Regions from separate parts of the Sus scrofa genome. Here all the other regions are linked to region 1. Evidence: chromatin contacts called from public Hi-C data. All regions are on one chromosome and are shown on one strand. Each heading gives the region's core, a stretch centred on a gene start, on an enhancer-like site or on the middle of the called end of the contact. The rest is flanking DNA. Distances are from core to core; before and after follow the strand shown.

Evidence for each region. A called contact is a pair of places that touch in the nucleus more often than the background predicts.
Region 2: a Hi-C map of skeletal muscle shows a contact between it and region 1, with 3 times the contacts expected there. The contact joins the promoter of KYAT1 here to the promoter of ZER1 in region 1. A contact is called at or near these places in 2 of 5 promoter capture datasets (fetal liver and liver), 5 of 47 Hi-C or Micro-C datasets (heart right ventricle, liver and skeletal muscle) and 2 of 2 datasets of contacts at active chromatin or transcription factors (alveolar macrophages and skeletal muscle).
Region 3: a contact with region 1 is called in a Hi-C map of liver, with 2.9 times the contacts expected there. The contact joins the promoter of WDR34 here to the promoter of ZER1 in region 1. A contact is called at or near these places in 2 of 5 promoter capture datasets (fetal liver and liver), 13 of 47 Hi-C or Micro-C datasets (alveolar macrophages, blood, embryonic fibroblasts and 6 more) and 2 of 2 datasets of contacts at active chromatin or transcription factors (alveolar macrophages and skeletal muscle).

The regions. Positions count from the first base shown.
Region 1 is chr1:269,120,292-269,124,893 of Sscrofa11.1, forward strand. It overlaps ZER1 (zyg-11 related cell cycle regulator), which reads right to left and starts at 1,588. Exons shown (of 16, transcript NM_001244486.1): 1 at 1,467-1,588.
Region 2 is chr1:269,207,294-269,211,833 of Sscrofa11.1, forward strand. It overlaps KYAT1 (kynurenine--oxoglutarate transaminase 1), which reads right to left and starts at 2,260. Exons shown (of 13, transcript XR_002337758.1): 1 at 2,129-2,260. LRRC8A (volume-regulated anion channel subunit LRRC8A) reads left to right here and starts at 2,367. Exons shown (of 4, transcript XM_001928850.6): 1 at 2,367-2,480.
Region 3 is chr1:269,027,957-269,032,274 of Sscrofa11.1, forward strand. WDR34 (WD repeat-containing protein 34) reads right to left here and starts at 3,022. Exons shown (of 9, transcript XM_005660487.3): 1 at 2,368-3,022. The coding sequence starts at 2,553.

The DNA.
Region 1 (4,602 bases), core at 338-2,837:
TTGGGTTCATTACCACTAAGCCACAACGAGAACTCTGTCTGGTTGTTTCTTTTTCCTTTTCTTTTCTTTTTTCTCTTTTTGTCCTTTTAGGGCTGCACCCACAGCATACAGAGGTTCCCAGGCTAGGAGTCGAATTGGAGCTGTAGCCACTGGCCTACACCACAGCCACAGCCACAGCAACACCAGATCAGAGCTTCGTCTGTGACCTACACCACAGCTCAGGGCAATGCTGGATCCTTAACCCACTAAGTGAGGCCACGCATTGAACCTGCATCTCATGGATACTAGTCAGATTTGTTTCCACTGAGCCACGATGGGAACTCCATTATCTGGCTGTTTCTTTAAATCATCAGGTATTCTACCTCAGGACCTTTGCACTTGCTCAGCTTCCAGAGAGCTATGTGGCTTGCTCCCTCACTCTGTTCAGGTCTCTGCTCAAATATCACATTAGAGATCTTCTCTGATCTCCCTCTAAAAATAGGGCAAGCCCAGCCTTTGCATGGCTCTTCCTGCTTTGTTTTCCTCTACCTTACATTGTTGTCACCTTACATACATTTATGATTTGCTGAATCAATTAGTGACCTGAAACACAGAGACCCCCTCACCACTGGCAACCACCTCCTGCTCTAAGTATAGCCTCCTGTGACCCTTGTTCATATGGGGTGATTTTTCTGTGGAGGCATCAGGCATCTTCCCCGATGTAAAAATCAAACGCACTGACAGGCACAAAGCCTGGAAATCTTGAACTGCTTGGGCCAAACAGCCAAGCCAAGTTCCACCCACAGAACTTTAGTAGCCAGCACAGTCGGTTTCACTTTCAACTCACCTATCAGGCTCCTCTGGCCCTCAGGTTTGCAACCCCACCCCATCCCTTTCCCACCCTGTGCATCCCCCCACACTCTGTCATCCCTTTGGGGAGCTTATCTAGAATCCAAGCGGTCCCTGAGCTTTCAGGCACTGCTTTGGGGGAACTTCAGCTCATCCAACAGGTAGGAGGGGCAGAAGCTAGCCTCTTTAGCCTTGCATTTATCCCCCATTTTGTAGGGGCTAAGCGACAGGGCGTCATTTTCTTTCTGGAGGAATGGAGTTTAGTTTTAATGGCATGTTTCTCTGACGGGGCAGCAGGGGTTAAGAAGGGAACCCTCCCACCATTCGCCGAGATGGACCTTTGCAAGTGGTGGCAGTGGCGATGGTGAGGCACCGGAGGCAGGAGGGGAAAAGAGAGAGGACGCAGATACATCCCTTGGCCCCGGGAGTGGACGAGATGCTTCCTCGACAAGGAGGCGCAGAGGATGCGGCCCGGGAGAATTCCGAGCCAGAGCTCCGGGGGAAGCAGGGGATCTCGACAGGCTAGGGCCAGGGTTTGGGGAAGAAGGGGGTCTGCGGGGCGGAGCTGGGGATCCCAGGGATGGGAGCCCCGGGCGGGAGGGGGTCGCGCCGGGGAGGGGAGACCCCGTGGCCGTTACCTTGCCCTTAGGGCTGCGGGCGGGGCTGAGGGCCGGCGGGTGCTGGCTCCCGGGCCCGGCCCCTCCCCCGATCCGGCTCCTACGGCTCGGAGCCTGCAGCCGCCGCCGCCTCCGCTGTCAACAAACCCGGGGCGCGTCACTTCCGGGGCCGCCCCTTAGCAACCGCGAATGGGTTCCCCCGACCGGTTCCGCGGCGAACCGGGGCGACAGCGGCCGAAGGTTCCGGGGCTCCGCGGCGGCTCCAATCCCGGACGACTCCGATCCCGCCGGGTTTGCGGATGGAGCGGGGAGCATCTGGTCTCCGTTCCGGTCCTGATCGCGCTCCTCACGGGCTCTCGCTGGGCTCCGGGGACGGGGTGGGAGCCTCTCGGTGACACCGGCTTCCGGGCCTGCTCCGGCCTGCGGTTCCCCAGATCCCAGGGAACGGTTAGGGGCGGACTGACTCCACCTTCCTCGTCAGCACGGACGTGCCTCCGAGCCAAGCCCCTGCCTCCCGCGCCCTGTTGAACATCTACCCCTGGCTTCTCCGCAGGTAGCTCACACCCACGCGTCCAAAAGCGGACACCATCTTACCCCTCCGCGCTGCTACTTCTCCAGCCCCGGCAGCTCGGCTGTCGCCTGGGAAACAGGGAGTTGGCCTTGGCCGCTTGGTTTTCCTTAGCGCCTCATCCATGCGTCTGGTCCTAAGGGTCTCAAACCAGCCCCTCCCCTCCTCCTCCGGTAGTGCCCGGCTCTGTCCCCCACCATTTCTTCTCGGGATTTCTGCAACAGCCCCCTAACGGAACTCCCTGCTCCTTCTTCTCATTCTCTCCACAGTTCCAGAGTGAGTTTTCCAAAACGAATAAGTCTGGTCTGAGCCCTGCCCTGCCTTCCACCCTCAAGGTAGACGTCAAGGATAATCTGTCCCCGTCTCTCTCTCTCCAGCCTCTTGTCCCTCTCCCCCTCGCTCCCCGCCCCGCTTTCGTTCTCCATTTAAGAAAATTTGAAGCATTTTTGGTTCTTTTAAAGATCCCCTCGGAGTTCCCGTTGTGGCTCAGTGATTAACGAATCCGATCAGGAACCATGAGGTTGCAGGTTCGATCCCTGGCCTTGCTCAGTGGGTTAAGGATCCGGCGTTGCCGTGAGCTGTGGTGTAGGTCACAGACGTGGCTCGGATCCCGCGTTGCTGTGGCTGTGGCGTAGGCCAGCGGCTACAGCTCCGATTGGACCCCTAGCCTAGGAACCTCCATATGCTGTTGGAGCCGCCGGAGAAATGGTAAAAAGACAAAATAAATAAATACATAATAAAGATCCCCTCCTCTCGCATAGACTCAAGTAAGTTTTTCCGTACCAAACTCTTCTTGCTCCCATCTGTATCCAGTATACACTCCTCCTGCTTCTAGTCTCAGTTTAGAGTCTCCTTTTCTTTTTTTTTTTCTTTTCTTTTTTTTGTCTTTTAGTCTCTTTCTAGGGCCGCACCTGCGGCACATGGACGTTCCTAGGCTAGGGGTCCAATCAGAGCTGTAGCCGCTGGCCTACGCCAGAGCCACAGCAACGCCAGATCTGAGCCACATCTGCAACCTACACCACAGCTCAGGGCAACGTGGAAGCCTTTAACCCACTGAGCGAGGCCAGGGATCAGATGGGCAGCCTCATGGTTCCTAGTCGGAATCGTTTCTGTTGCTCCAAGGCGGGAACTCCCTAGAGTCTACTTTCTTAAGGAACCTTTTCTTGAGGACCCTCTTCCCAATTCTCATAAACTAATTTTGTGGATGTTTTCCTTCTGCATAGTATCTTTTAGTCTTGGACCATATGTAGGTGTGTTCGCACAATTTTGAATCCTTTAAAAAGTCTATTGAGGAGGAGTTCCCTTTGTGGCTCAGTGGTTAACGAATGTAGGCTGGGGCTACAGCTCCAATTCAACCCCTAGCCTGGGCACCTCCATATGCCACAGGTGTGGCCCTAAAAAGCAAAAAATGCAAAAAAAAAAAAAAAAAGTCTATTGAGGGTGTTCTCTGGTGGCCTAGGGGTTAAGGATCTGGCATTGTTGCTGCTATGGCTTGAGTTCCCCTCGTGGCTCAGTGGTTAACGAATCCCATCAGGAGTCCGGGAACTCCCTCATACTGAGGACAAAAAAAGGAAAAGAAAAAAGAGGAGTTCCTCTTGTGGCTCAGTGGAAACAATCTGACTAGGAACCATGAAGTTGCAGGTTGGATCTCCTGGCCTCACTCAGTGGGTTAAGGATCTGGCATTGCCGTGAGCTGTGGTGTAGCTCCCAGACGTGGCTAGGATCCCACATTGCTGTGGCCGTGGTGTAGGCCGGCAGCTATAGCTCTGAGTCAACCCCTAGCCTGGGAACCTCTACCTTTTTAGGGTGCGGCCCTAAAAAGCAAAAGCAAAAAAAAAAAAAAAAAAAAAAGGTAGAAAAATTAAGAGTCCCATTCAAATCCTAACACAACCCCAATTTCATTCCCCTCCCCAGAGGCAAGCACTCTTTCACAATTTAGATGAGTACCTCCTCAGTCCTTTAAAAATAATGCATGTCTGTTAGAGCAATGATAACTAAATTCAGGAAGGTGGCTTACTCAGAGGTGGAAGTGGTAGGGGAAGGGTGTCTAGGAGAATCCAAATGACCTGAAATTTTTTTTAGGCCAGGTAAGAGGTTCCACATTGTCTATGATATTATTAACTATATATTTTTGTAAGCCTAAAATGTTTCATTAAAAGGCAACCCAAACAATAAAAAAAATAATAACACATGTCTATGTAAGAGCTAAATCTATAACACTCAGGAGAAAATAAAGGTGTACGTCTCTGTGATTTAGGATTAGGCAATGGTTTATTAGCTATGACACTAAAAGCATAAGCACAAGAGAAAAAATAAACTGGATTTCATCAAAATTTAAAAATTGGGGGCCTCAAAGGATACCATCAAGAACGTGAAAACATGACCCACAGAATGGGAGGAGGTATTTACAAATCACAAGCCTGATAAAGAACTAGTAGTCCAGATTACATAAAGAATACCAAATAATAAAAAGGCAAATAACCCAATTTAAAATAGGCAAAAGAGGAGTTCCCATCATGGCGCAGTGGTTAATGAATCCGACTAGGAATCATGAGGTTGCGGGTTCGATCCCTGGCCTTGCTCAGTGGG
Region 2 (4,540 bases), core at 1,010-3,509, 88 kb after region 1:
ATGGGGAAAGGACTTACCCCAAAATCCAAGGCCTAGGAAAGCAGAGAAGGGCCCCCAGCTGTGAAGCCAAAGCTTGTACCACTCTCTGGTACAAGAATGAGGGAGTGAGATGAGCATTTGGGAAATATTTCAGGAAGCTGGCAGTGCCATCTGGGAGTGGGATGTGGCCCCACGTCTGTTAGGTCAGGAGTGACTTTGGCCTCCTGGCTACAGAAATGGGGGGATCACACTCAGCTAGATGTCCCAGCACACAGGCAATCTGATAACCCTGGGACTTTGCCATATTGACACCTTTGCTCCATGGGCAGAGTGTCTGCGTCAGCAAGCTGGATGCCACTCTAGGGGCCAAAGGAATGGGAGGGGGACATCAGAGGGAAAGATTTCTCATTGCTAACTCTCTGTTATTTATTTATAACATGCAGAAGTACCCAGCATGCAGAAGTACCCAGGCCAGGGAGTTCCTGCTGTGGCTCAGAGGGTTAAAATGTGACTAGTATCCATGAGGAGGTGGGTTCCATCGCTGGCCTCTCTCTGTGGGTTAAGGATCCGGCATGGCCGTGAGTTGTGGCGTAAGTTGCAGAGGTGGCTGGGATCTGGCATGGCTGTGGCTGTGGTTAGGCTGGCAGCTGCAGCTCTGATTCAACCCCTAGCCTGGGAACCTCCATATGCTGCAAGAGTGCTCCCCCCTCCCCGCAAAAAAAGAAGTTCCCAGGCCAGGGATCAAACCCAAGCCACAGCAGTAACCAGAGCCACAGGAATGATAACACCAGATCCTTAACCTGCTGTGTCACCAGAGAGCTCCTGGGCAACTTTAAAAAAAATTGAAGTATAGTTGATTTACAATGTTGTGGTGGGCAACTTTCTTCACTTCTCTGCACTTACTGATCTGTAAAATGGGGCTAATTGGCATGTAAAGCAGGCCAGGTGGGAGCACTCAGCGTCAGTCATTGTAGTTAGTTCTACAGGAGGGGACATGGAGGCTCTGGGAGGTATGTGCCTGGTCCAGAGTCTCAAGGCTGGAAGAAGCAAGTCTTGGGCTCCAGATTGGGTTCTGGGCTCCAAAGCGCGCTTCTCTTCATTCTACACTATGGTTGTCTCCTGACCATTCCAGCCAATAAACAGTTACTGGATTCTGCTGTGTGTCAGGTTCCAAGTGAATTGTGTGGTTGATAACAAAACAAAAACAAACAAACAAACAAAAAGGCTTCTCAAGAGGGGGATAAGCAAGAATGATGGCATTAGTGTAAACTCCTCCAGGGCTCAAATTCCAGCTTTTTCATTTCCTGGCTATGCGACATTACTAAGGTCCCTAATTTCTCAGCCTGGTTCCTCCCGTAATGGGGAAATACAAGACCTTCCAGCAGGAGAGCTGAAAGCACGCACCTGTCAGCCCTAGATAAACCAGAACCGGTCATTATTCTCATCTTCCCACTTTATTTTTAACCAACCTGTGCACTCGGTAGTAAATTCTTCCCCCATGTCCAGATCCCCAGGATCCCGGTTCTCCTGTTCGAGGCCACCCCAGTGAACAACTTCTCTCGCATTTATTTGACAAGGCGGCTGGTTCACACACCCGCAGACACCCGTACCCCTCCCCACAACACGTTCTTTCAAAACAATCGGTAGTATGATTAACGCTGTTCTTTTCGCTCCTTCCTTTTCCCATCTAAGTTATCTTGGAAGTCGTCCCATATTAGTGCGTATTGAACATTTTTCTTTTTAGTGGAGGCACTGTCTTTCAATGTACGGATTCTGTCTTAACGTGGTTGCCGTTACTATTATCAATCTGGATACTCCGAGGGCTCGGGATCCATAGAGCTGGAGTCCGGCACCCCGTTCCAGACCCGGCTCTGCTCAGATTTCGTCCAGTTGCATTGGGTTCTCTCTTCCCCACCGACTGCTGGGGGTGGGGGAGTGGGGGATGGGGGTGCAGAGAGGATCAGCCCGGAAGGTCCCTGTGTCCGAGTGCGGGTCAGCGAGAAGCGCGCGCAACGGCTCCCGGCTGGGTCAACCTTTCAGCGCAAACGAAGCGAGGGGTCTGGCACAATCGAGCTCGGAACCAGTTACCAGGCCCTCCCGCCACGCCACCTGACTTCGGGGCAGCAACGCTCAGGCAGCAGCTACTCACCCCCGCCTCGGCCGCTTCACCCTTCGTCCCCAAGCCGGCAAGGTTACAGCAGTCCCTGTCCCTTTAAGGGGGCCGAACCCCGGCTCCGCTACTTCCGCCCCAAAGCAACATGGCGCCAGCAGGGAGAGGAGGAGGAGGTGAAGGCTTGGAGACTGCGCCCCTCAAAAAGATGGCAACACCCTGGCCGCCGCGTTCGCGCCCGACGGTGACGTCACTTCCGGGGCGGAGGAGGCTGAGTGGTGCAGTGAGGGACAAACAAAAGGAGGCGCCGGAGGGGCGCTGCAGCCGGCGGCGGGACGGCGAGGCGGGGGCTCGGAGCTGCCGGCTGGGCGGCCGGGCGCGGCGGGCTCAGGTAAGAGAGTGGGGAGGGGAAGGGGGCACGAGCTGTCACCTCTCGAAATCCACTCCTATACGTCCCCGGCCAGCTGTCCGGCCCCGGGCGCCCTGGACAGGTCGGGTTCTGCCCGCCGGGGCCGGCTCCCTGGAGGCCTCCTGCCGCAGCTCAGTTCGGCCTTCCTCCGGGTTCCCCATCCCCGGGGTCGCTGGGGCCCCCACCCTCTCCGCGGTGCCGCGGCGCGCGAGCCCCCTCCCAGGCACCCCAGTGCCTCCTTGCGCTCTACATACCGGGAGTTTCCGCCTCGGCTCCCCCAGGTCCCCTTGTCATCCCCTGGGTTCCCCCAGATCCTCACCCCTCCACACACACATACCCCCTTCCTAGAGGTTCCACCTCTGGGATCTCTTCTTGGTAGTTTTTTTTTTTTTTTTCGTTTTCAAAAAAGCCCCTTCTCCTGGGCTTCTGACACCCCCCTCTTTCCTGGACCCCTCCCTCTCCTTGATCCGGCGGGAACTGTGCCCTGATCTGGGGCAGATCCCTGGCTAGGTTCTTGGGGGCTCTCTGGACTGAGATTCCTGGGAAACCTGGTCCAGGGTCCGAGGCTCTGGACCCTACAGATGTCCTGTGCATCCAGATGGGCGGGAGAGCCAGGTCTGATGAGGTCCAGGCTGGAGGTCCAGCAAAGTTGGCTCCCAAGGTGAAGGAGCTGAGCTGCCGGCATTTGAGGTTCATGATGATTCTGCTCCTTTTGTAGACTGCTTCTTTCCCCTGGTCTGGACTGGAGTGAACCAAGATTGAGCTGGTTCTTAGCTGATGCAACTGCTGCCTTTTTTGGGAAGAAGGAGTGGTGGTTGGGGGGTGTCTGGCAACCTCCTCCTGCTGGAGATTTGGCTGGAGAGGGGGGCAGCCCTTGGTGACCACACTCCTCCTTGATGGAGGCTTCCCTACCCCCCAGGAACCTTTTGAGGATGAAGAGGGAGAGAGCTTGATGAGGGAAGGGGAATTTGGATCTCAACTACAGAGGAAGGCTGGGACAGCTGAAAAGCTCCCAAAGGCCTCTCCCACCTTTTCCATTACGAGTGCTTTTTACCCCTGCCAAACTGTATCCTGCCCTCTGAGCAGACCGTCTGGCAGACAGACAGACTGGAGGCAGGAGGAGGAGGTCCGATGCTGTGATCCTTCCTGTGGAGGGACGGGGCAGTGGGAGTTTGTTCAGAGGAACTGGGCAGTGCCTGTGGCCCAGTCACACTGGCATTGCTTCCATGAAGGTCACGTTTTCTTCTGGCTCACAAGGGGAGGGAAGGACAGCTGACTGGTGCCAGAGGACTGGCTTTTGGAGAGGTGCTGGGGTAGGAATACTGACCGCTGCCTCCCTGTCTCCCAGTTTTAGCCATTCTTTGGGGTTAGCTTGAATGCCCCTCGCCTTCCAGGGGCTGTGGGCCACAGAGCAAGGGCCCGAGAAATGTTCATGACTTCCCCCAGATGCTCCATCCCCGGGACACACCTACTAGGAAGCCGTTTCCTCTGCACACTTTCAGTGGCCTTTCTGGACTGGGGTGGGGGTGGGGCGTGGGGTGGACTGCCCCTGTAGGTCAGGACTCAGGTCAGAACTCGGCCGGACCTTGGGTTGCTGCCTGGCTTGGTCTGGACCTCGCCTCTAGGAGGTGGAGGAAAAGAATCAGCCTGGTTCCTGACGCCCTCTCCCGAGAGTGGAGGTGATGGATTTTTCCAGGCTGATGGTCTGAGACCTCGTGGGGCGTCAGCTAGATTGGAGGTGGGGCCCTAAAGCCCAGCACAGCATCGTTCTGTCCCTTGACTCATTCATTCATTCCCTCAGCCATCCTTTGGTAAGGGCCTGGCCTGGGCCGGCAGTGGTACTAGGAGAACAGAGTCACTGGCCACGGTCTGGGAGGAGAGGCAGGCAGGAGAACGTTGATACAGCGGCCGGCATAACACTAGCAATGTTCCAGAGGCAGCCAGAGGACGAGGACTTAGCTGGGGTGAATACATAGGGGGAGGTCAGCTAGTGTTTCCTGCAAGAGGAAGGGTTAGGAGACTCCTCTGCCAGGGAGTCTAGA
Region 3 (4,318 bases), core at 1,772-4,271, 91 kb before region 1:
GATGCAGGTTCGATCCCTGGCCTCGCTCAATGGGTTAAGGATCCAGAGTTGCTGAGCTGTGGTGGAGGTTGCAGACGCAGCTCGGATCCCATGTTGCTATAGCTGTGGTGTAGGACACCAGCTGCAGCTCCAATTCGACCCCTAGCCTGGGAACTTTCATATGCTGCAGGTATGGCCCCAAAAAGGAAAAAAACAACAACAACAAAAAAAACCTCCTTTAATAAGACAGAAGAGACTAATGGAAGTGAACCACCTCAGAGATGAAAACCTTTACACCTCAGGTATTAGAATTAGTTCTTCAAACCCTCACAGGTTAAAACTATAGCAGCTACAAGAAAATCAACAAACCAATCTCTTTGTTTAAAAAAAAAAAAAGGTAAAAGTTAGACTGAGACACTGGTTCACAACCTGGAGTCTTTTAAAGTCTAAATCTTTGGCAAGCAAGAGCTATTTCAAGAATTTTTTTTTTTAAGTCAGTGAATGTTAATTACACACTTACCTTCGATAAGGATGGGTAGCTATAACTAAAGTATCCACTCCCTTTGCTTTTTTTTTTTTTTGTCTTTTTGCCATTTCTAGGGGCGCTCCCACAGCATATGGAGGTTCCCAGGCTAGGGGTTGAATCAGAGCTGTAGCTGTCAGCCTACACCACAGCCACAGCAACTCGGGATCCAAGCCGAGTCTGCAACCTACACCATAGCTCATGGCAACGCCGGATCCTTAACCCACTGAGCAAGGCCAGGGATTGAACCTGCAACCTCATGGTTCCTAGTCGGATTCGTTAACCACCCAGCAACGACAGGAATTCCCACTCCTTATGCTTTTAACCAGAACCATTCCTATGCAGCAGAGTAACGTGGGAAGTACTCTGAAGCTAGATCAAATCTGGTTTGAGAACTGCGAAATGTTGGCTTGAGGCAAATCCTCAAGAGTAGGACTTCAGGAGTTCCCACAGTAGCACAGTGCACTAAGGTTCCAACTGCAGGGAGTTCTCTTCATGGCTCAGTAGTAACGAACCCACTCCACTAGTAACCATGAGGACGAGGGTTCAATCGATGGCCTTGCTCAGTGGGTTAAGGACCCGGTATTGCCGTGAGCTGTGGTGTAGGTCACAGACGCGGCTCTGATCCCGAGTTGCTGCGGCTGTGGTGTAGGCCAGCAGCTGCAGCTCCTATTCGATCCCTAGCCTAGCAACTTCCATCTGCCACAGGTGCAGCCCTAAAACACAATCTGAATGCAGCAGCTCCAATTGCTTCGAGGGGGTTAAAGGATCTAGTGATGCTGCAGCTGCCGCTCAGATTCAATCCCTGATGAGGGAACTTCCTTATGCCATGGGTTCAGCCATGAAAAAAAAAAGAAAAAAGAGAGTAGACTTCGTGGAAATGTCACTGGCGTTGCTGAGGATGTAGGCTCTGCAGGTTCAAACACCTGTGTGGCAAGTGAACCCTGTTTCCTCTTCTGGGAAATATGCAGCCCCCCTGTAACGCTCATTTTTACTGAGGAAAAGCCAACATCCTTACAATGATCTGCAAGGTCCTACACCTGACCTGCCTCTCCTTACCCTCTCTGACCTCACCTGGGGCCATTCTCCTTCCTCTCCAGCCCCATCCGCCTCCTCACGCATCAGATGTGCTCCAACCCCAGGGCCTTTGCACCTGAAGTTGGCTCTGCCTGGAGGGTTCTAACTCAGGTATCCACTTGGCTAAATCTCTCGCTCCTCCAAATTGTTGTTGAAACATCACCCTCTCAGGGAGGCCCGCCCTGCAGCCCACCCTCAAATCCCCAACCCGGTCTTTCTAATCCCGCACCCTTTTCCCTTTGTCCATGGCACTACTGCCTCTAACACACGCTGCAATTTATTTATAACGGACATTGTTTATTTTCTGTCCCCTGCAAAACTACGGCTCCAGGACGGAGCTCCAGCACTGTCGACTGATGAATCATCAGCGCCAGAACAAGTCTCTCCACACCTACAAAACCTACACCCAGACCCCTCAGAAGCCCTGCCCTCATCTCAGACAATCTCGTCTGTGTGCTTTGGGTCCAACTACGTACTCGAAAGCCGGCGTATCTCGACCTTAAGATGCAGCTCGGGCATTTTACTAAGTGAAAGTCAGTCTGAAATGCCTAAAAACTGCAGTTCACACAAAGACCTCCACAAAGTGGGGTCTTTAGAGGTTTTTAAAGAAAAACCCTTTCTGTTGGTAGTCAAAGACTGGGGAAATTGGGACAGAGCATCCCAAGAGTTAGTTTCTGTGCATTAAAATGTAAAAATTAAACGGTGGGACCCGAGAACCTGGCCTGGTGGCCGCGCGCCATCCCTCACCCTCCCGCCCGCGTCCCCCCGAGCGGAGCCCGCGCCCTCACCGTCTCCCCGCGGATGCCCTGGACGGTCCTCCACTGCGAAGGCACCGACGCTACGCCCAGGGTCTCGTCCTGCAGCGGCCCGGGCCGCTCGGGCCCCTCGGGACTCGCAATCCCGCGGGTCGCCAGCGCCTCAGCACCCGCCCTTCCCGCCGGGAAGAGTTGCCCTCTCAGCGCGCAGGTTGCCATGGAGACGGCCCCGCCTCCTTACGCCGGCGCACTCCGCCGCGACCTTCGTCCCTGCGCCTCCAGAGCGGAAGACTGAGGAGATGAGGCTATCGGCGCCATTTTTGAATTTGTCAGAGCGCCTCCTTCCAAGACCCGAGAAGAAAAGATAAATGACTCTTTTCCGACGATGCGACAAGCAGTACTACTTTTGCATTCTCCAACTCCAGAGGGAGCACGCTTAGGGCATGCGCAGCTGCTCTGGAGAAGGGGGACGGGAAGTGCGGATGCAGGGCGCAAGTGCCAGCTTCAAAGATGGCGCTGGGCGGCCAGGCGCAGAGACGAGGGCGGGAGTCTGCGGCCGCGGCGGGCTGGAGAGTTGCGGACTTAGAGGTGCAGTGCTGGCAGTGCAGCCGGATGCTCCAGCAGAGCCCTACGACCCCATGGCTCCAGTTGGCGGCCACCTCAAAGCCAAGTGGTCTCCCTCTTACCATTTTCTGCCTCAATAAAATGGCGATTTTAAATGTCCACATGTAGATCCAGAGTGTGGTTGCGTAGTTGAAAGGCCCAGATGAGGTCGGATATAGAAAAATGCTTAAGCCAAAATTAAAGACCCGAACAACTACCCCATTATTGAGTGTTTATCATGTAGCAGGTCGAGTCCACAGTTTTCTGTATGTTGATCCTAATAACTCCTCAAACTAACTCTATGAAGAATCAGCTGTTACATGTCCCATGAGGGTGGTTGATGGTCAGAAAAGTAACTGCTCCAGATCAGCTACATCGTATTTGCCCAAGATCTCGGGGGCAGCTGCTTGGCCCAAGGCCCTATTCTGAGACTCCTAGCAAGAGTCCTCCGGCCAGGTCCTCTGGGCCACTTTCCTCCTATCCCTAAACTCTCAGAGGGTTGTAAATCTGCCCAATCAGAGGCCCCTCTGCACCACTTCAGCACTGAGTTCTCATCAGGACCTTTTTCCAGCCAAGGCCTTGAGGACTGATTAGATTAGGGATGGGGGGGCAGTGGGAGAGGAGGCATGGAACGCAACAGGAATTTCTTCCTAAAAATAAAATGGAACCAGATAGAATTCTCCTTGTGAGGCCCTCTTAACAGAAAAATTTGCAAACACCACCAAGAATTCCAAAAATCATACTCAGAAAAGAAGTTCAAGGCTGTAGGAGTCAGAATGCCTGGATTTGAAGCCTGACCAGTGCTTTGTCCCTTTAATAGACTTGGTACCTCTTTGGGCCTTGGTTTCCTAGACATAAAATGAGACTGCAAAAGGCTAAGGCCAGTAGGACCTGCTTTACCTGATAAAGGAAGGAGAATATTTCAAGAAGAGAAGGATAGTCCCAGGTATTCAGTGCCCCAAACAATTTCAGTAGAGTTGTGGGAACAAAAGCCAGCCTGCAGAGGGTTTAGGAGGAAGTAGAGAAAGTAATGGATATTATTAGGAAGCTCAACACAGGAAGTAAGTATGAGTGAAAATAGGCAAAATCTAACAAACTGGACTGTAATTTGACATTAAAGTGAGCCTCCTCTTTAATCTAGAAATCTTACTTCTGGGAATTTTTCCTGAATCAACAATAACAGCTTCAGGAGTTCCCATCATGGCACAGTGGTTAATGAATCCAACTAGGAACCATGAGGTTGTGGGTTCGAGCCCTGGCCTTGCTCAGTGGGTGAAGGATCTGGTGTTATCATTAGCTGTGGTGTGGGTTGCAGACACGGCTCAGATCCGGCGTTGCTGTGGCTCTGGTGTAGGCCAGTGGCTACAGCTCCAATTAGACC